Regions from separate parts of the Rattus norvegicus genome. Here region 1 is linked to region 2. Evidence: chromatin contacts called from public Hi-C data. All regions are on one chromosome and are shown on one strand. Each heading gives the region's core, a stretch centred on a gene start, on an enhancer-like site or on the middle of the called end of the contact. The rest is flanking DNA. Distances are from core to core; before and after follow the strand shown.

Evidence for each region. Hi-C and Micro-C count contacts between places; a contact is called where the count stands out from the background.
Region 1: a Hi-C map of the A7r5 cell line shows a contact between it and region 2, with 2.8 times the contacts expected there. The contact joins the enhancer-like site here to the promoter of Sav1 in region 2. A contact is called at or near these places in 2 of 12 Hi-C or Micro-C datasets (the A7r5 cell line and mammary epithelial cells).

Annotation. Positions count from the first base shown.
Region 1 is chr6:94,310,064-94,313,931 of GRCr8, reverse strand. Nin (ninein) reads left to right here. Exons shown (of 30, transcript NM_001106737.1): 7 at 629-819. Among named protein-coding and RNA genes, the nearest start is that of Nin, 52 kb to the left of the region's middle. Within about 2 kb of position 1,996, at least 29 of the 93 cell types and tissues checked have an H3K27ac peak or open chromatin away from gene starts, as enhancers often do. A contact at or near this core is called in the A7r5 cell line, where this site is marked.
Region 2 is chr6:94,234,259-94,237,718 of GRCr8, reverse strand. Sav1 (salvador family WW domain containing protein 1) reads left to right here and starts at 1,621. Exons shown (of 5, transcript NM_001097581.1): 1 at 1,621-1,885. The coding sequence starts at 1,792.

The DNA of each region.
Region 1 (3,868 bases), core at 747-3,246, 76 kb before region 2:
CAAGCGCTCTACCACTGAGCTAAATCCCCAACCCCATTGCAACCTTTTCTTTCAAGTGAGTCCTGGGTTTCTGACTTGGAAAACGGGTGAACTTTAGAGGCTCGTTGTGGTGGTTTCCTTCCCAGGAAAAGATGCTGTAATGCTTAGCCCAGAAAGAAAGCAGAAATGAAACATTCCGGAAGCCTCAGTGGAGGCCTCTGACCTCACGTGTATGAGATAGTGTTCCTTTCTCCTGGGTGATTGTCCCAAAGCAAAAACTGCCTTCAATTTCCATTCGAACTTCAGTACCAAATCAGAGTGGGGTCAGCATTTATAGTTATCTTATGCAATGTTTATTATGGGGCTGGAGAGATGACTTAGTAGTTATGAGTCCTAAATGTTCTTCCAGAGGACCCGGGTTCGATTCCGGTATCATATGTCAGCTCATAACCATCTGTAACTCTAGTTCCTCCATGAGCACTGGAGGAACTATGTATGTACTACACAGACATGCATGCAAGTAAAACACTCATCCATGCAGAAGAATAAAACACAACCGAAAGAATTATTTCCCAAGGGTACATATCTACAGCAGGCACTGTCTCTGTGCGTTCCTTTGGGAATAACACAGTTTTTGCTTTGATTTTAGGCCAGCTGAGGTTTTGGAATCCAGACGACCTGAATGCTTCACATGGTGGGTCTTGCCCTCCTCCAGACTGGATAGAAGAGAAGCTGCAAGAGGTTTGTGAGGATCTGGGGATCACTCGAGATGGTCACCTGAACCGGAAGAAGCTGGTTTCCATCTGCGAACAGTATGGATTGCAGAATGTGGATGGAGCGGTAAGCCCATTGCTGTGTTTGAGAATAATGAGAAGAGCTTTGTCTGCCCCCAGGCAGGGAAGAGCCGTACTGTGACCTCCTTATTAGAGGCCCGGCCTTCTTTATTTCCCTAAAAAAATATTCTACAGGATTTTTGTCTTTGGGAAAGTCATGTTGTGAGGCAGAAATCAAACGTGATGTGGCTGGAGTTCCTGAATATATAATAAGGTCACCTACTGTGCTCTCTGCTACCCTGTGTGAGACGTATCAACCAAACAGTAAACTGTGGGGGAACGCAGACAGGAATTAAGAGAGCCTCGGGCTTGAGTTAGGCGGGAACTCTGAAGGTCAGGCTGCTGCATGTTCCGTTCTGGAAAGTTCTAGTGCTCTCCCTACGCCCTTGGGTAGATGAGAGTAGTGCACAGGCTGCCTCTCTAGCTGTGGTTTGAAGTTTGCTTTCTGCTGTGAGGAGAGCCTTGGTTGTGTAGAGCAGCCAGATTCTAGCCGTGAGGGAACAGGGTCGGGGAGCTTGGTAGATTTGAAGCCCCAGAGAGTTTATGAGGTAAGATTCTGCTTTCCTCCTCTTCGTTCTGAAGAACCAAGAGAGGATCTTCAGGATTCGTTTATGAGTAGCCGTGAGGCTATACAGAAAAACCTGTAATTCTAAGACGTGTCTTTCAGAAAGCTGCAAATAAAGATTAGGGGGAGTTGGAGGTTAGGAATACAGTCACTGCTCCAGAATCCCTGATTATGATGATATGTGACACCATGCTGGCTGCCTCCTCCGGACAGAGTGGTAGCGCATTCCTAACCAAGAAAGAGACCGATCTCCAAAACCTGCCAAGTAGCCTGACTTGCAGAAAAATTTGGTTTTTAGTTTAGTTTTGCTTTTTTGTTCTCATGTGATGTGACTGTTATATAAGCCCCCTGGCAACCTTTGGAGTATCCCAGCGCCCCATTTATTTTTCAGCGGTGTCTATGGAATCATAAAATTAAATTAATTATCCTAATTTCTGAACTAGTACAGTACAAAGGGTTGTTTTTTGTGTTTTACCGAGAAACGTTGCACAAATGAGTTCCTGATCTGAGAACAATTTTTTGGAATGTAAATGGCAGCCACTGGCAGAGAGCTGGCTTCCTCTTCTGCAGGGAGCTCCTAAAACTGGAGACAAGGGGCACATTCAGTTCTTTCCCTGTGCTGCTAGAATTAGGAAGGCTTTACTCATCATGCTCCTGCTTAGTGTTTCCACCCCTCCCACCAGGAGGAGTGAGGAGATGCCCTGCCCTCCACCCCTTAGGTCTGAACCCAGAGGGGCTGAGCTGGTGATTAGCATAGGACTTGGGATCCCAGAATTTTGCACCCCAAAGCAGTTTGAACTCTGTCAGCCTTTTGCAGAGGAAGCCTGTGAGATCACTGCTGCCCCCTATTTTTGTGAGGGAGAACTAGATGAGCTCTCTTTGGCAGTCATCCACACCCCACTTTCTCTAAGTTAAGACAAGTAAGAGGGCAGGGTGAGCAGACCAACTCCCAGGAGGCCTCATCAAACCCAAGGATGATTTCGTTTGACTTGTTCGGTATTTTAAAAGCTGAACTTTGAGGTACACTCTTTGACATTGGAAATTTTCCCCAAATATTTTGTAGTAGCGAGCCACAATCGTCTCCTCCGGACACCACAGGCGACAATGTGCCGAGCTAGCTTTGTTCTCAGCCTCATTTGCCCCCTGACGACCGCTTGCTTTCTGATGTCCGAAGCCTCCATGCCTCGGTCTCCCAGGTCTCTGGGGTTCCTGGACTCTATTCTGATACACGTTTCACACCCTACACACCAGGAAGTGCCCACCGACCTGGCCAATGTGGGAAATGAAAATGCCCTTGTTCCTAAAGTGGGTCTGTGTGGTGCCTTAGTTGCTCCGGTAACCCACATTCTCTTGAGCCCAGTCCCGACCACCCAGTCCTCTCTAAATTTACATCCCTTTACCCAACACTTCTCATCCAGAGCTCTGACTTAAAATAACTGGCAGGAGTCTATTAAGTGTTTGAGTGTTCAGGCCACATAGAAACTACACTGATTTGGCAAAGGCCAGGCAAGCACTAAGGACATAATCTGTTGCTTTGTCTAGATTTTGTGGACATTTCTGATTGAATGGTCCTGAAAGCCACTTCCTCCAGTGTTGGTGAGAACGAGACAGAAAAGTTGAAGGCTTTTTGGCAACCTCAGCATCTTGTCCCAAATGCTACCCGTCACAGTATTCTGTCAGAACCTATTTCTTCCCCAGATTTCCAACCTCTAGAAATTTCCTTGCCTCAGGATCCTCTCCCAAACAAGACATATGTTTCCTACAAATTGGCAAAGAGCACATGAAATACAATTTGTTAGTCTTCTGTCTTCTTGCTTCTCAGTGGCCCAGGCATCGTGCGGGGGCTCATTAGCTCTGCGGTCTCAGGCCCTTCTTTAGCCTACTTACCGCAGCAGTGTGAGCTGTAAGGTCTCTGTTTGATTTCTGTTCTGTTCCCGGAGGCCTGTTCCACAGTAAATATCACACGGAGGGAAGAGTCTCAGTGGGATGTCTGCGCCTTTCCTCCTGTCTGTGGCTTCTGTGATTCATACTACTCTTTTTCCTTCCCCATTCCTGCGGAACTAAGGCACATACCATCTCTCTGACAAGCCTACATGTGGGCTGTGGTCCAAGCACCCTCTTCCCTGTCATGTGAGGGAAACTATGGGATGGCTGCCAGACATGCAAAATGGAGAGTCAAGCTCTCTTCCCTTTCTACATCTTGAGACTTTCCTTTTGCGCACACACACACACACACACACACACACACACACACACACACACACACACAAGATCACTTTCACCCAGTCTTGCTCTTTCCTGGGCTAACGCACTAAAATATAACTTGAGCATATTTCAAAGAACATCACTGCAATCCGCCCCAGTCCACATTTGCTGTGTTAGCATGCTGTTCGAGCTCCCTTTGGCTGGAATAAAATGCTCTGACAAAAGCAACTTAAGGGAGAAAGGGTTTAATCTTAGTCACTGTTCGGTGGCCATAACGGAGCACTGT
Region 2 (3,460 bases), core at 372-2,871:
GTCTACAACCCTTATTGCTTGTCCTGTTGCCTTTACCCATATGCATGCTAGCAATATTTTTTTTTATCACCTCCCATATTTTGAAAACCCATCCCCATTCAGTCTACTCTCAACACAGCATCCAAAGTGACTGCATTAAATGTCTCTCCTCTACTCCAAAGGCCTAGGTGTGTGGCCTGTTACCAAGAATTTCATTTCCCTCGACTATTCTGTTCCAGCTACGTGACCCTCTTACTATTCCTACAGTGAGCCAGAAACATGACCACTGCAGTGACTTTGCATTTGCTTTTCTGAGGCCTCACTCCGGATACCTGCATGACAAGTTAATGCCAGCACCGCCTTCTTGCTGTCTTTGTTATCTGTCACCCCTTTCCAGAACTGTGAGATCTCACTTACTCATGCTTACCTCAGCACTATGTAACACACTGTGTCTTACGAGTCTTATTCTGTGTGATCTCTCTTCCCCATACCAGAAGGGCCTTTATGTCATACCCTGGACACCTAAAACAACACCTTGTATGTTGGATGCTCAATAAAATATTTGTTATAGAATCACAGGAACCTTTAACAAGGAAGCATTTCATGAAAACATGGAGACAGACAACTGATAAAATGTCTCCTTTGTGCGTGGCTAAAAAAAAAATATACTGAGCAGTTCTGGTGCCTTGTTATGAGGTTGGAGTTTTGCTTCTGTGCTCTAAACACATTCCTTTTCTTATGAAAGCCTTACTTTGGTCAAGAGGAGTGAGTCTCATCTTATTTTCCAAACACGAGTACCTGAGTGAGTTAAAGAGAACAAAGTAGCATCCAATGAATTAGATAGAAAACTCCCAGCTCTGAACTCTGGTGCTGAAAGGCCTCAAGATTCTAAGACTTAATTGCAAGAAAAAGCACGTGGTTATTAAGTATAAATATTAAAATGATGAGATAAATACATTAACGTCAAATTTATCTTAGGAGTTGTAGAAACTCCATCTTCTTTGTCTTTTTAATCCGAAAAAGCGGATGGGAGGAGGCATAAAAGGGGTGGGAGTACCAAGGGTTGGGAAGAGAGAAGAGGACAGAAGAAACGGATACTCGGTTTTTACGCTGTCACCAAAAGAGGCATACGCGTTACTAGGTGCCGCCCTGGCTGTGGTCCGGTCCCGCGTCCCCATCAACCCTGCACACCCGAGGGCCGCCTTCCCTCAGCAACCACTCGCGGCTGCGGCTGTGGGCAGTTCTGCCTCCAACAGGGCGGTCGACAAGTCCGAGGCGAGAGCGGCTCGCAGCCCAGTGGGCTCCCGACCGCCTGCACTCCGGCTCCTCAGCGGCGGGAGCGGGCCGGGGTAGCCGCGCTGAGGAGCCAGGGTGGTCGCCACACCCGGCCCGTTAGCCGCCGGTCGAGAGTCGCCGCACGCAGCCGCGTCCGCGCCCGGCGGGGGAGGGGCGGCCCGCGCGTCGACTTTCCCAGCATTCCCAGCGGCGCGGGGAAAGTTTACCGGACGTAGGCGGTGGCCGCAGCCGTAGCGGCTCCCGGCGGCGGACCATGGCCCTAGTGGGCGGCCGCGGCCCTGTCCCAAGGCGGCCTCGGGCGGCGGCGCTGAGCCGGCTGACTTCCCGGGAGGAGCTGCCCTGCGAGTGAGCGGCGGCGGGCGCGCTTAGCGCCGCCAACATGCGGCGGAGCCTGCGGGCGGGCGCGGGCGGCGGAGACCCGAGGCGAAGGCGGCGCCGGCCCGGGAGGCGGCGGCGGGCGGCGGGCTCGCGGCCCTAGCGAGGCTGCTGGGGCAGCGGCGGGCGACGTCCGCGAGGATGCTGTCCCGCAAGAAAACCAAAAACGAGGTGTCTAAGCCGGCCGAGGTTCAGGGCAAGTACGTGAAGAAGGAGACGTCGCCCCTGCTGCGGAGTGAGTGTCCAGGGCGGTGAAGGGTGGACCCAGCGCAGCCTCGGGTGGCTGGTGCTGGAAGACAGACTCTCGGGAATGCACTTGGAGAAAAAATGCTTCGACCCGGGCACCTTTCTGCTGGGTACATCGGGGCGTGCCCCGTGTTTGCTACCATCGCGGGTGCCACTCGCCTGTACCCTAAGTAGCACACAGACCAGACTGGATTCCTTAGTCCTGCAGCGGGACACAGACTTGTGAGGCGAAGAGACACTTGTAGCCACTACTACTAAAGTATTCGAATTAGGCTTTGCTCCTAAACTTCAAAAAAAAAAAAAAAAAAAAAGTACTCAGAATAATTTCAGCCATAGCAGGACAGGCAAGTTCCTAACTTTATCCCTCTTTGCAGCGTACGTTCCGTCCCCTCCTATAACTTTTCTTCTTCATTTAAAATATTTGTTTTTAACTCGAACGTCTTGATTTTCCTTTTTAAAATTCTTGGGTAGCCAAAATAGTTATGAGAAGGAGCTAATCCTTTGGTTCTCATTCTAGGAGCTGGGCCCCTTGTGTAAGTTTCCTTCTTGGAAGCTGGAAGTAACCGTGTGACTTAAATTAAGCCTTACCTCATATTGTAATTGGGAAAGCTATTCACAGTATTTGCCCAAGATCACGCAGAAAGGGGTGGAGAGCACATTTTTCCATTGTGACCATGTGTCAAACCTTACAGGTTCTCCTAGTAGTTGTAGCGCTGGACAACAAAGTTGGTGGGGTGGATGTGTCAGTAACTTGAAACCATTTTTACTAGCTTGTTTTTCTGTTCTTAGGTGATAGCTTGCTTTTTTTCGCTGCAAATAAAGTTCATTAAACATCGTTTGAAGTCATGCAACGTGTTGTCTTTTAGTGAATGGCTTGGTACAGAGTTTGTCATCGACTGTTAATCCAATACTAAATTATTGTAGTGTTAGCTTCTGACACACTTAGTAAATCGACTGTTAATCCAATACTAAGTTATTGTAGTGTTAGCTTCTGACACACTTAGTAATCTATTTAATGGATTCAGAAAATGTGCTCTATATCCAGAGTTCATGTTTAAAGGCAGTTGCTTTTTCTCTAAGAACGTCTAAGCTGTTGGCACATTCTGATTTCAGCAGCCCATTATCTTGTTTGGAGTTATCTGCTCTTAAAGGAACCATAACTTTTCCCAGGTTTTTTCAGTAGACTCAGCATTTGTGTGCATCTTTGGGATTAGATGACTTTATTTTTCAATTTCTACACTGAAAGGTTTTGCATTCTAGTTTTGATAATTGTGCTTAGAACTGGGCAATTCTGGGTAGAGAGACAAAACTATTAATAAAAAGTCTTTTACAAGAAATCTGACTTTGCTTTTTTTTTTTTTTTTTTTTTTTTGAGGAACACTTATTTTAATGAAACTGTTTGTGTGAGGAAAGAGGCTTGGTGATACTTAAATCAAGTGAAAACACCAAGCTGTGGCCATACGAGATGCTGGTGCTGGCATTGGTTTGTTAGATTATTTTCCTCTCAGTGGCATAGTATCATATTATATATGGCAATACGCAGCAGCCATTCATTTGTAGCTGA